Regions from separate parts of the Dromaius novaehollandiae genome. Here region 1 is linked to region 2. The links are chromatin contacts, called in public Hi-C maps. All regions are on one chromosome and are shown on one strand. The core of a region is the stretch at or near the end of the contact, and the rest is flanking DNA. Distances in the headings are between cores, read along the strand shown.

Evidence for each region. Hi-C and Micro-C count contacts between places; a contact is called where the count stands out from the background.
Region 1: a contact with region 2 is called in a Hi-C map of brain, with 6 times the contacts expected there. The contact joins the enhancer-like site here to the promoter of VGLL4 in region 2. A contact is called at or near these places in 3 of 4 Hi-C or Micro-C datasets (brain, liver and ovary).

Annotation. Positions count from the first base shown.
Region 1 is chr12:6,963,587-6,970,910 of bDroNov1.hap1, forward strand. TAMM41 (TAM41 mitochondrial translocator assembly and maintenance homolog) reads right to left here. Exons shown (of 13, transcript XR_010391212.1): 7 at 6,650-6,712. Among named protein-coding and RNA genes, the nearest start is that of TAMM41, 19 kb to the right of the region's middle. Within about 2 kb of position 2,270, at least 1 of the 2 cell types and tissues checked has open chromatin away from gene starts, as enhancers often do.
Region 2 is chr12:6,913,836-6,920,494 of bDroNov1.hap1, forward strand. It overlaps VGLL4 (vestigial like family member 4), which reads right to left and starts at 1,899. Exons shown (of 6, transcript XM_064518834.1): 1 at 1,861-1,899; 2 at 1,528-1,591. The coding sequence starts at 1,884.

The sequences.
Region 1 (7,324 bases), core at 1,020-3,519, 50 kb after region 2:
GCTTGTGAATTAAAAGTGGAAACGGAATATAGTGGTTCCCCTCACCCAGGAAACGTGCTGCTGACTGGTGGGGTGGATATCTGTTCTGGTTTCACCAAGTTGTAAAGTACATTATAACCTCCCTGAATATTTTGTTATTGCCTCATCCTAAGTAATGGCAGCTACCATTTCATAACAGAGTAGCACATCTGAAAGAGAATAACTCTATGAGACTTACAGAATGAAATGACATCTGCATCCTTAGCTAAAAAGTGGTAATACTGAAATGATTTTAAGCATGAAAAAACAGATCAATAAGGCATATAGCCAGGTGAACTAAAGTCTCCTGGTAAAACGAGAGAAGGAAAAATAACCATGAGATGATGACAAATAGCTATAATTTGGCAACACCACCAACCTCGGACATATACCACAGACATCAGCGTGAACCCTGTCACAGGGATGGCAGCCTGGCCAACTTTGCATGATAGTAACCCGCCTGTCACTTGTTTACAATAAGCCTCCTATTAAATTGGAGTAGCTGTAATATTCTAGCATTATCTTCCAATAGCCCACAAAAAACTCCACCAGCAGTGAACTTTGGTAAATACCATACCATTTCACTAGGCCTACAATGAAGGAAGACATTTCTCAATTTTCATAATGAAGCAACGATTCAGCAGCAGTCATTGCTTCAAAATGTGTACAAGTTGTAGACACAAAGGGATTGAGGATAACTCCCATGCAATTTGTGAAGCACACCTTCAGTTCAAACAGTCCATAAAGTTCTACCAGAGGTAAGCCTTCTCTTACAGACCTAGACTAAGAAAGAGAACCCAGCCTTTTGCTGGGTTCAGTCATATAGTATTCAGAAACTTAAAAAAAATGTTGTTGGTCTTGGCATTCCAGTAGGGTTCTCAGATTCTAGTCAGTGAAGCTACTTTTTTTTTCTTCCTTCCAGTTTTTGATAAAAACAAACAAAAAAAAAAGAGTGCAACTTTTCAGATTACAAAGTATAATGAACCCTTACACATTCAAGGCTAAAAATACAGGTTTTAATGCTGCACAAGCAGCTTTAATTTTGTCCCTTACACGCACAGATAAGAAGTACGGTCCTGATGCATTACACTTATTACAAACTTTCTTATGTTTATTTAATAGAACAGCGTTTACCTGACGAGACTGACTAAAAGTCCACACAAGTAATTAACCCAAAAATCACACAAAGTATGACACACCAGGACCCAGGAAAAGTTCTTCTGAAATAAATGAAGTCAGACTCAGAGTTAAACCATCTACTACACTGAACTTTTGGAAAAAAAAGGTATAGTAATACTTGATTTAAAAAGACCTTAGAAAGTACTCAAATGAAGATAAAAAGACGAATAATATGTTAAGTGAACGATACTTTTGTTATTAGTAGCCTGGAGTCCCATGAAGTCAAACGAGCATGAGATAATAGGAAAAAGTACATGCTGTACTTCTGAAAGAATGTGTTGGAGAATAAAAAGCCTATCACGATAAACATGCTGGACACGATCACTTTTGCATTCCTAGTGTATCTAATTGCAATTTAAACAAACTGAACTTTGTTCTGTCAGGAATCATACATACGGATATTTTAAGCTTATAGAAGCCTATGCCTCCCATATGTGTGCTCAAACTTTATGTATTTAATAGGTTTTTACTCATGGCAAGCACACAAATGAAGTCACTATGTTACTTTTTCTGCAGTATCTCAAACAACCAGTAAATAATCATGTAAATTCTGGAGTGTCTCAGGTATGTGCATTACAATTGCATGCAGTGTAAGAATTCCGGTCACAGAATAAGGCCAAACTATGCTTAGCACATACATGGAAGAAGTGGTTCTGATCCCCAAGGTTAAAAATTACCTGTATGACTTGGATAAGTACTGTCCAATCTCCTAGGTACTCTACTTCCAGGATACACCCCCTCTAGTACTGAAATTGCTTTGCAAGGATCAATGTTGTTCTGCCATTCAAATGAAGTCAGCATATTTCTGGAATAGAGGTATAGCATGTGGCAAATAAACAGGAACACAGCTGATATAGCCCTGCAGGACACTAATTAACTGCGCTGGCACTGCAGCCTGCAAGTCAGCTTGTTCCAACAATTTGCCAACCCATTCTCCCTCTTGCTCAACATCAAGAGCTTTTTCATCTTAGTATTTCCCCCCTGCAGGGAGCACTCTACTGAACTCCACCCACTAGAGCCTTGAACCTAGCATCTTATGTAATAAGCTGCTTAAATTTCTGCCCTAGCCCATCATGCTACAAAGCAAAATACAGGTTTACACATACAGCTGGTTTCTTATAGCAGCCCTCAGGGTGATGAGTCACATGTGTAGTAAAAGTTAATGGTTGTAATTATGGCTCAGTCTCAGAATCTGAAGCAGTTGGACCACATAAAATGTCTTTCTACTTCAGCTATGAAGCTATGACTTGGTGGTTCCACGTCTCCTTTAGATTTTTCCACTATATGATACAGAACAAAGACCTAATGCACATGGAATTAAGACCACAGAATTTCAGTGAAAATATGGGTTGTATCTGGTTTTGGTTAAGGATCCCATGTTCCTTTTTCTGGAACTGTGTTACATTATAGCCAAATTACTATCTTACAGGTCCCCCAAAGTTTTCCTGTAGATATACCTGGACATAACACTATTTCCTTTTGAAAAGAAGGACTAATGCATATACTACAGCAATACAGTGGAGGCAAATATTTATATACTATTAGTTTGTCATACACAGACACATGCACTTTTTGCACATATTTACAGTGCAGTGGTATGCAATATTTGCCCAGCCAGCTGATAAGGACAACAGTTACTGCAGCATCTACTGAATATTCTATATATAAGACTGTTCTTTGTAGTTAAAAGAAAATAATTCCATGAAGAAAACAGTATACAAAGATCCCAATTCTTAAAAAAAAAAAGAAAAAGAAAAAAAAAGTTATTCAGAGCAGCTACAAGCATTTGTGTTAACTTAAAAGAATCTCAAACAATTGCTTCAACTGATGATTTAATTTGTAATATTTTATTTACAAGACATTTGCAAGGCTTGCAGTGTTCTTTTGGTATGATATAAGAAAGAAATCTAAGCTAAAAAAGTACCAACATCTTCAGAGGAGCTAAATATAAGAACTTCAGAGTTAGTTCCCAAAGACCATACAGATCCTGGTTATGTGGGAAAATAAATCAAATGATGGTGCCATCTCTAATGGGAAACAGAGAGCCAACCTCACCACAGAGTTGGGAAAAAAATTATATAGGCACATCAAAAACTAAATAGGGCATTTAACAACAAACAAAAATACAAAGCTTGAGCTCAACTTTAAAACCGCATCAGCAGAGAAAGATGAAAAAAGTTCTCTTAAATGGGTTGAAATTCTTTATTTTGACTGTGCTTCTTTCCAATGTTAGTACACAGCATGCCATCTCAGTAACAAGTATTCCTGGTTTAACTTTCAGTTTAGCGCCATGCTGTACATTGGACTGCAATGTTACAGACCAGACAGTAGGCTTTTTTTTTTTTGAATAAAGATCTAACAGTCAGCTAAGGAAATAACTGTGTGTTCCCCGTAACAGTTCAAAAAGAATGATGGCCAGATAATGAAAACTAATTCTTTCACAAACAGACTTAGGACAAAAGTACTGTTTCAGTTAACAGGAATAGAAAGAAAGAACAGGCAGAGCTTATTCAATGGAGCCACTAATTTCATGATTTTCATAATTTTCTTGTATTTTAGTTAATTTTCTTAACAAGAGCACTGCAGAAACATGGAACAGAAGAATAAAAAAGAGCCATAATACTTTTCTTAAAGTCTCTACTAGAAAGTATAAAATACTGCTTGGGGGACAGAACATTAGACAAGATATGGCTAAAGAATAAAAAAAGAAATAAAGCACCCTTAGAGATTAAATTTAACAGCAGAACGCTTTCCTGTAATAGACATTTACTGTATGGTTTAAGCAAATAATTTCTACGGATGAGACAATTTTTCTGTCTGGACACAGTATGTATATTATCTGAGAAAAGACTAAATAAATGGCAATGAAGCTGAACAGCATTAATGACTGCCCTCTAGCGACAAATATTTTTAATTAAGAAACTGCAATCAGGAGACCTTTATTAGAAGGTACAGCAAGATTTCAGATAGAGAAAAATGTATGATTGAATCTATTTGGAGAGAAATATAAAACAAATGTAAGCAAAATGCTTCTATTAACTCATTTCTAAATGGGATGGAAGCCCATCATCATCCCTCCTAAATTCCACTGAAGATTACTGAAGATCACTGAAGATCATACAAACCTTTAAAGTCAAGAAAGTGCCAGAAATGGTCCTTTTCCAAATAGAACTCATCGCCCTGAGCACATAATCTTTGAGTAACCCCAAAAGATCAGTCCTGAATACTGTTGCTCATGGTTTTGGCCAGATTCTGGTAGAAGTGCATAAATATGCTTAAAAAGAAAAACAAACAAAACCATGCTAAAAATAATAAAACTAAACTTCTCCCAAGGCTCTGTAAAATTGAGTTCATGTTTGAGGCAAAGGTTCACAATAGGTTTGTTTTTACCTTGATTCAAACTCCAAAGATCTGTTTCCAACACTAAATGTACTGGTAGAAAATACATTGTTTAAACATGCGTTACTCTAAGTAACCAGCTGAAGATAACTAAAGTTTATGCTAAAGCAAAAAACAATGCCACTATATATAAACTAAAAAGCAGCATTAAAGATGAAAGGAAGAAAAGACACTTCAAGAGTACCCAGTTTCAGGTGCACAAAGCAAAAAGTGCTGTAAAAATTACAAGTCCCATTAAAATGTGCATTAGAACCTCTCCAAAGTCCTAGTAACAATATACGCTTTAAGTGATTTGCTGAATAACACACAAGAGAAGTTAATGATTCCCAGAGGTTGTTTTCTGTCCATCAAAATTTAGACAGATGGAGAGCCTAATATGATGAAGCTTAACTGCTTTTATTCATAGTACTGCAGTTACACATGAACAGCTTTACTCCCTAGATCGGTTAGGCTGTTAACTTGCGCAAGCACTGAATTCAGACATGAAAGCAGTCCTTCTCCTCTTCCCCTTCCCAAATTCTTTTGCTCTACTAAATCTACCATCTGCATATTTAAAAAGAAATAGGCTACAAACTGGTATTTCTAGAACAGATATTCTGCAGTACCAGAAGTCTTGACCATTAGCAGGCAATTTTGAAAACAAATTCTAAAAGGACAAGAACTTCACTTATTTTTTTGGAGACCTTACTTTAGAAAGTCACACGAAAGCAATATGCAGGACATTAAAAAAAAATAATAATTTGTTTTTCTCAGATGGAGTTACATCCTTAACCTCCTCCAACTACTAAAGAAAGTTAGGCTATAGTTCTGTTAATACTTCTTGCAGTTAATAAAACCAAACTGTTAAAAGAAACATATAAAAAGAAGCAAGTCAACATACAAAGTACAAATGTTCCCACACACTTTACTCAGCAGACCGCTAATGGTCCCAAACACTACAACTCGTGTTTCTTTTAAAGGGGGCAGGAAGTATAACACGGAATAATCACCAATTTTAACACCAAATGGGAAGCAAAGAGCAGCTGTAGAAATCTGGATAAGAAGTAGGAATGTATACACTTGCTTTTTAAACCAATAATGGCATCATTTGTATAAAATTGCTTTTATGGAAAAAGAAATAGGTATGAAAGAATCTAGACAACGATTTGAGCAACTTCATGCAAGCAGCAAGGATTTTTGATTTTGCAGGAATTAAGATAATCTCCTGCTCAAAGTTTTGTTTTGGTTAATGAAACTCAGGTCTTAAGTCTTTCATTTAAATTTAGCTGCAGTTTTTTCAGCTAGTATAAGAATCAGGGTGTCTTAAAATTGAATCTATTCCAGGACTTAGAAAAACAGAATGAAGCTTCAACTCTGGAACTGGCAGTAACTTTTGCTCAATCAGGAAGACTTTGGTAGCTGAAAAGCATTCCCCGTTTTCCCATGTTTCTACACAAGTAAATCATTTTTCCCCTTCTATACGTTCTCTCGCATGACTCTAACACTAAGTCCTGTTCCGAAGCAGCTCATTTTTATGTATGAGAGTTACAGTAATATACAGTGCTCACCACATATAGGCTCACTTGGGAATACAGGATGTATTTGAATACATGCCTGTCTTCTCATCCCAGACAGAAATATCATATCCTTTTAAACTCTCTCCCTCAAAACTCATCTCTCATTTTATGATGATATAACATTGTAATACACATAGGAGAGCAATACTATGTATTGATCATTTTGGGATCCACCCACATGTAAAATGCCAGCAGCAGTTATGAAGCCATTTTATTAATTTTATTAATGCAAAAAGAGCAGAACCTGTGCACACCAGCCAAATCTGGCCCACATAAAAAAAGAAGTCTAAAGTTTAAGTCATGTAGCCCCCAATTCCTTTTGACATTTTACAATTTTTCAGTAGTTACAGAAAGCAGAAATATCTACTTTCAACATTTTCATTAGACAACCAAAAGTTTATTCGCTGAACTCCTGTAAAAAGACAGTCTTGAGGCCCTATAATTTTACTTTGTAAAATCAGAAGGCCTATGCTGATAGAAATTGCATACATTCTTACCAGCTGTTAATATGGTTTTAGCACTCTGCACTAGACTGGAAGATCTCACAATTCCCGAAATGCCTGCAGACAGAAACACACACAGATGTTATCCATCTTAGTAGTTTTGTGAAGTTTTATCCTCCAACATACAAAAAAAGGAGAAATATTTTTCCAAGTGTACAATCAAGCCAGCCTGAAAGTAAAACTTATACTAAAGCTGAGAAATGGTATTTCTAGTCTACTTTGTCATACTAATTGAAAATACTGTTTTATATTTACTTGTTATTTTAACTTACTTTATATATAACATGCAAAAAAAATTATTAAAACAGGTAACAACCTAGTAGGAATTGATCCAGTTAGTTTGCCCAGTCTTCCCACTATTTCTCTACTAAGCTCATTAGTAACAAGTGGTTCAGAAGTTACGTTTCATCTACACGTTGGTATTTTAACTTTCTAGACCAAAACAATTTATATTCATTGTTTACTTCAATATGAAATTGGGATTGTGCATTTTAGTCAAGCAGAGATGTCAAGCATTGTTTAGTATTTTTCTGGCTTATGTAAATCATCAGCTTTCAGGGGTAATGCTTGTTTATCACTTTGTATTGCGGCACATTCAGCTCCTATGGAACTATTACTGGAATAGTATATAAAATATTTTTTTTTAAATGCTTTCGTAAGTTTTATCTG
Region 2 (6,659 bases), core at 649-3,148:
TAGAAAACTTAGGAGCCAGACCATGTTTAGAGGCTAGATTTCAGAATTACTGCGTGTATCCCTCATCTTAGAAAAGAAGCAAATCCAGTTTCAAAAAACCACTAATTATAGGGTATAGAAACAAAGCAAAGGGCTCGAAGATTGCTAAAGTCTTTGAAAAGATTTCCTCTTTATTGCTAGCTTGGCAAGACATAAGATGCTCACAGGGCCTAATTCAGCTTATACATAAATGTATGTAAATCTAGCTAAGTTGAGCTTGCTTTCACAACAACAGAAAATATTACCAGCAACATAGGTAGTAACCTTATAAATGAGCAGAAATTGAATTAAGCAAACGAATTCCAATGCTATCTTGCTAAAAGCAATGCAGTACAATCAGTTACAGCTTTTGTTACTAAACTAATCAACTCTGACTTTTAAACATTAAAGTACTTATTTATCCTAGACATTTGGATGACAATCTTAATAAGAACCTATTACAACATCCAATTATATAACTTGCAACCTACTCATTTGTGATAAAAACTAATATTCAAATTTCATTCCAGTTTTAAGAGTATTCTTTATCAACCAAGGGTCTTGTTCTCTACTATTAAAATAGTATTTTATCCCCCCAAAATTATTTACCACCCTAAAAAACTAAACACACATTGACTTATCCCAAATTCTAATGCTCACAAAAACCACAGCGACACAGGGAACAGCAGCTTTGCTCTGGATGCTGATGGATATATTGTCCTCTGGATCAAATAGAAGAAAACAAGAAACAAGAAATACCACATACATTTATCAAAAGGTTGCACTTAGATTATTTAAAGTAGAAAGAATGTGTTTTGATTGTATATATGACGTATACACACAGATCATACATGCGCACATGTGCAGATGTACTGCATACCACACTGGTGTAGAATGGTGAATTTTAATCATTCCATGAGCTATGACAGAGAAAGTCCTAGCTGACTACGAGTACAACTTCATTGGTCTCAGAGGGAAAGAAATAAAAACCCCAACAGCTTCCAAAAGTAGTCAGCCCTCCCTGTTCCAAAATATAAACATCAGCTTCAGAGTTCATAGACTCAGACCCTTTCAAGTACTGACAGTGAGTGATGCGATACTGCTAGGAAGCTGAAACCCTCTTTTCTAACAGATCAAAGTTACCATTTCCAGTGCTGCAGGTACACAAGACATTCTCACGTCCAGAAAAGCCATTTTCAACCCCAAAATCAAATGTAGAGACTGCTGAAAACTGTCTATCAAAACTTTTGTTCCCCAATGGAAAAGGAGATCGTTTTTCTTATTGTGTTTTGCTCCTCCAAAAACAAGAGAGAGTTTTAAATAAAAGTTTTCAATTTTACATTAAGCAAAAAACTGTAGTGCTATTAATTTTCAGCTTTCTGACAAAACAATAAAGTATTGGGAATTATATTTGCACACATCTCACATCTCTTTTACCTTCTGTGCAGCAGGCGCTAGCCTTTTCTTATGGCACGTGGTGGTCACAGAGTGCTCCTGACTATTACTCACCATTTTTAATAGGAGACACCACGGTACAGGACATGAAGTTCAATAGCAGCATGGGGCTTCCAAACTACGACCAAAAGAAACAAAAAACAAAAAACAACTAACAAATGTTATTTTCTGATTTACCACCAAGAAGTCAGAATTTCCCTCTGATGAATCCTGCTCACACCAAAGATTTTACCAATGCTGCACGACATTAGAGACAAATGCTGCAGTAATCTGAGTGAACACTAGTGGAGTTCAAAGCTCTATCAGGATTCACCTGTTACTTGTTTTTAATCTGGTACTCCAAGAAAGCATGCATTATACACCCATACTGCCTGTCACCCTCCTTACCCCAAACTTCAAAATGGTGAGCATGTTTCAATCATATTTCAAAGACAGTTCTTGAAGATAGCTGCGCTCCTGAGCTTTCTGTGAAAACAGAGGGCAGGGAGAGACGACCGACCACAATTAAAGTCACCACTGAGGGAGAAGCAAGAGCAGCTCGATTGCTGGCCATGCAGTTCGGTGGCAGCTGGCTGGCTAACGACACTGCTACAGCTGGAGGGCAGCAGTAACAGGCAGGCTAGCTCCAATTACAGAGGGGAAAACAGAGGTGGAGAGGGAAGGATCAGAACTACCAAAGTTTTAAACACCAAAAAAGGACTCGGGTGTGCTGACATGTGCAAACCAGGTCACTTTCTGCACGGCTGAAGGTCCTGGTCTGGGTTTGTCTGTCACTAGACCAAGGAGCCACTGGTCGATGCTAAGATGTAAATGATACTCCGTGGCAATTCCAGCCCCTTTCATACAAGGGCTTTCACACCCTTGAAGCCCTCCTTCCCCCTTCCACTACCAAATTCTTGCATTTCAGTGAGCTTAGTTCTTACTCCTTCCCCCAAGCTCATCCCCACCACAATTCCACTCCCTGAAATTCAGTCCTTCCCAAACAAGACGAACATTCCCAAGTGTCCCCCAAATCTCCTCAACCTTCCAGAGAGTGTTTCCCATTGTTATATCCCTTCTCTCTTATCTCAAAGCTACTCTTTCCTTCTATGTGGGAACATCCTCACTCCTCAAGACACGTTCTCCTACTGCCCTAAATCCCATCCCCTGTTTTGCTCCCTAGCCCTACCTTACCGAGCACCCAGAGCCTCCTATCCTCTCTCACACTGCAACCTTCCAGCCCTTCCCAATCAAAGCGCAACACTCAGTAATCCAAGCCCTAAAATTCAAAGCCGCTATACCAGCTACAGCTGCCACGCTTCTCTAGTTCTACCTACCAGGGTGCTGGTGAGTGAAGGGCAGTGTACCAATGCTGTAGCAACAGGACAGGCCAAAGCACACACAGTACCAAAATGTACACAGTCATGGGTCACTGATACCAATAAACAAAATGGCAGATCCTCCTTTCAGTTATGTACTACTTACTCCACCTTGGTCTTGGTCATCTGCCTCTTGACCTTTCATTCCCGCTCACTGAGGTCCTCTCAGCTACAGGAATGGGGACAAACTCCAGGTGCTCAATCTTTGCTTTTACAAACTGCTAATACACCAAATTCTCCCCGAAGTGCTGGAAAAAGACACAGTCATTCTGGGTATAATGGAGCCTACAGACTCCTTCAAGAGCAGTGGGTACAGAAAGGCATTATTTTGGAACCAGACTGGTAAGTAAAGAGAAAGGGGTCCTAACGTTCCCAGTATCTCCTTCTGACAGCAACTCCATCACAGGGCAGATTCCCCCAGGGACAGATCCCAGCTCCCAAGCACGATGAAAGCAGCCACAGGAGACAAGCTGAGGTGAACAGAGAAACACTGTCAGTTCAGCCCATCCAGCCTTCACCCATTTCGTGCTCAATAGACTGAATAATATCACAGTGAATATTTTTGGTTTTGGTATCATGATAGAATCCAAACAGTTAATTGCCATAGTTACTGCTCCTATTCCATTTACTTTTCTCAATTCTCACCCATTAGGCTGCTGGCATGTAGGCCATTCCTGTTATCTGCTGCGGTCAGCCAAACCTGTCCCCTTTACACAGCTTATCCTACTTAGCCTAGCACACACTCAGCAATTAAAAAAAAAAAAAAAAAAAGAGAGAGAGAGAAAAGAAAAGGAAAAAAATCCCATATAGACATAAACCCTATTTATCAAAAGTTTGCATGGAAAAGCACCTTGAGGGTGGGGGGGGGAAAAAGGAAATAAGTTATCCCTAGATCAACAGCATATAAAAATGCAACACATCACTGCAGCATGCACAGTATCAGTGAAAGAGAACAAACTTTCTTCTCTTAGACCTTTGTTAAAACCTAATTTGGAACATAGGGGTCAAAAGCACTAGTCTCATGGAAATATTAACATCTAGAATTCATTATTCTACAAAAATATAATCGCAAGTTGCATAATTCTCATTTGCTTTTAAATTGTTGCCTAAATCTATTTAGCTTAACATAATACAGGTCATCAATGTGGGCTGATTACACTTAAGATGGGCATACTTCGTACAAAGTATTCACTGCACAGCACTGAATCCCATCTGGCTGGAAAAGTTTGCAATACCTGAATGAATTTTTTTCCTTTTTATGCATATCATGCATACGAAAGACGATGCATTACTGAAACAAGCCTTTTCAGAGATGCAGAATATGAAATATATTTTAGAATATTAAATATATATTTACACAGTGTCTTGTACTTGTAAGGGTCATCAGTGTGCCTTAAAAGGAAATAACTGTATAAGCAAAACCTCTTTTATCACTGTAACTAATGACTGACTCAACCACACATTTTCCCCATACAGCTTGTAAATCAGAAGACTACATACAAATGTAGCATGCTGGAAGGCCGTGTTGATTAGGACTGGTGCCAGTAGTCCCCTTATTTTCCATAAAGCAACAAACATATTGTACAGAGACAACTGTATCCATCTTGAATGAAAATATTATCTTTCTGCTGATCATATTTATACAAACAGAATACTCATCTATTTCAGGCCTGCACTCAAAAACTTAAGTAAAATAACCCTTAAAAACAAAGAAGACAGTTACAATTAGCACCATTTTTTAGCAAAACATGCATTTCCATAACAAAGAAGATTCCGTTTTTTTCTAATATCATCACACCAACCCTAAATGAGGATTCTAACATCACTGATGCAGCTATACTGCAAACCCCATCAGCAAAATTGAACTAAGAATATAAATGTATTAATTAAGACCTAGGTAATGACCATACACTAATATGGAACTGGAATTGTCCAGAGATCCACCGCACAGCATTTACTGCGTTCTGCCCTTTCACAGACATAGAAATTGGCAGAACAGAAAATACATTGTACTTAACTCTTCAGTTTAGCCTTCCACCCACAATGTAAAATTATGGCTCGCACTTACTGTATCAAATTCCATTTTGGGACATGGTTAGAAATAAAAACAATCCAATACCATTGTGAAATAAGGCAGCAGAGAATTACTAAATTTTACAATGAGGCTTAAACTATTGCTAGACCATATTTCAGCAGAAACAACCTGGTAGTATGACACCAATACGGCAAGCATATACAGCAAAAATGCAATTGCAAACTAATTTATTATACAAAATACTACTAAAATACTACTATTTGCCTACAGATATTTCCTAGGAAAACAAGACAACATACACTAATTATCAACTCTTAAGACTGCCAGCATTATAATACTCTAACCAACTCAAAAAAGTCATTTAGTCAGCTTTAAATAATATTTTAAAAGTGTTTTTTTACATCTAGAAGAAGAACAGGGCTCCTCCTGAAGTGAATCTTATGAGACAGGACAAAGTGATCCCACTGAAGTGGGATTACTGCAGTTTCAAGACAGATTACACTTTCAGTTGTTCACAAGTACATTTTTTGGAGGGAAATCATAGAGCAAAAGCTTAAGTACCTAAGTGCTAATATTACCAGAAATTCTGGACTTGCTGCTTCCAGGAGTTAAGAGAAATTGAACTGTCATATGAAAGCGATTGCTCAGGCTGGAGCCTCAGCAATAAGGAGTCACATCTGTGGTCTGAATTACTGATTTGTCGAAACAATGATCGACAAAGAAATAAATCGACAGAACATACACCAGCAATCATTTAAACCACATGCAGAAGTATAATATTGTATCACAAAATCAAGAGCTCTCAGTAACAGCCTTAATCTTCAGCATAACTGAGTTTGTGTCAGTTTTGGCAGGCTGTCTAGAGGCAAGCCTCCAACGCGCGAGCAGCCCTCGCGCGGTCACTCTGCCAACCAGATAGCACTGCAACGCCTATGCCCGTACCAGAGCCAAGCCTGGTTTTGCCAGGGTTCTTAGCTGTGTTATTTTTCTTTGGTTTTGTTTTAAAAGGAAGAAGTAGTAAAAAGGTTACAAAACATAATAAATAAAAAAGCTAAGAAGCCTGAGCTGGGATTTTTTCTTTTTTTTTACTATTTCCATTACCTGTCTTAACAAGCTGTTCTCAGGACAAAGGCCGTTACATATAATTTTTAACACAAAAAAGTTTAAGAGCATTACAATGTTTGTAAAATCACTCAGAAGTTAAAATATGCCAGAATTATGACCTTCTGGGTAACCTCGATTGGCCACACTGACGCAGCTGTACTGCAAAACAGTCTTTGATTTCCTCACAGACCAGTATATTCCCACAGGACGTCACCTCGTTGTGTGCAGACAAGGATTTACTGGCTCTGGTCCTGAATCAGGAGTGAACTGAATCATATCAAAGAGGTGCTGTAAAGATTAATTAAATGTTTATGAAGCTTTGTGACAGCACAGTGATAAGCACCATAGAAAAACTCACAGGGAATTAAATAATCCTGCCTGCAGAGCTTTGTTTGAATAGTGGGCAGGAAAAAAAAGTGTAGGCCCCACGCTAGGCAATGAGGGAAAAATCACATCAACCCAAACGCGAGTTCCTGCGGCAGGCACTATCCATCTTACTAAGTAAGACCAAAGCCTTATGTAAAAAGCAGCTTGATGGCAAGACGAGGAGTGCTCTGCAACATGCAACTGCAACATAGAGGCTGAATTTAATCGCCATCTTCAAAGTTTCTTTTCAATACAGTTTTTGAGCAACTATAACATCAGATTTTTCTAAAAGGGAAATTAAACAACCAAACCACCCCCCAGCG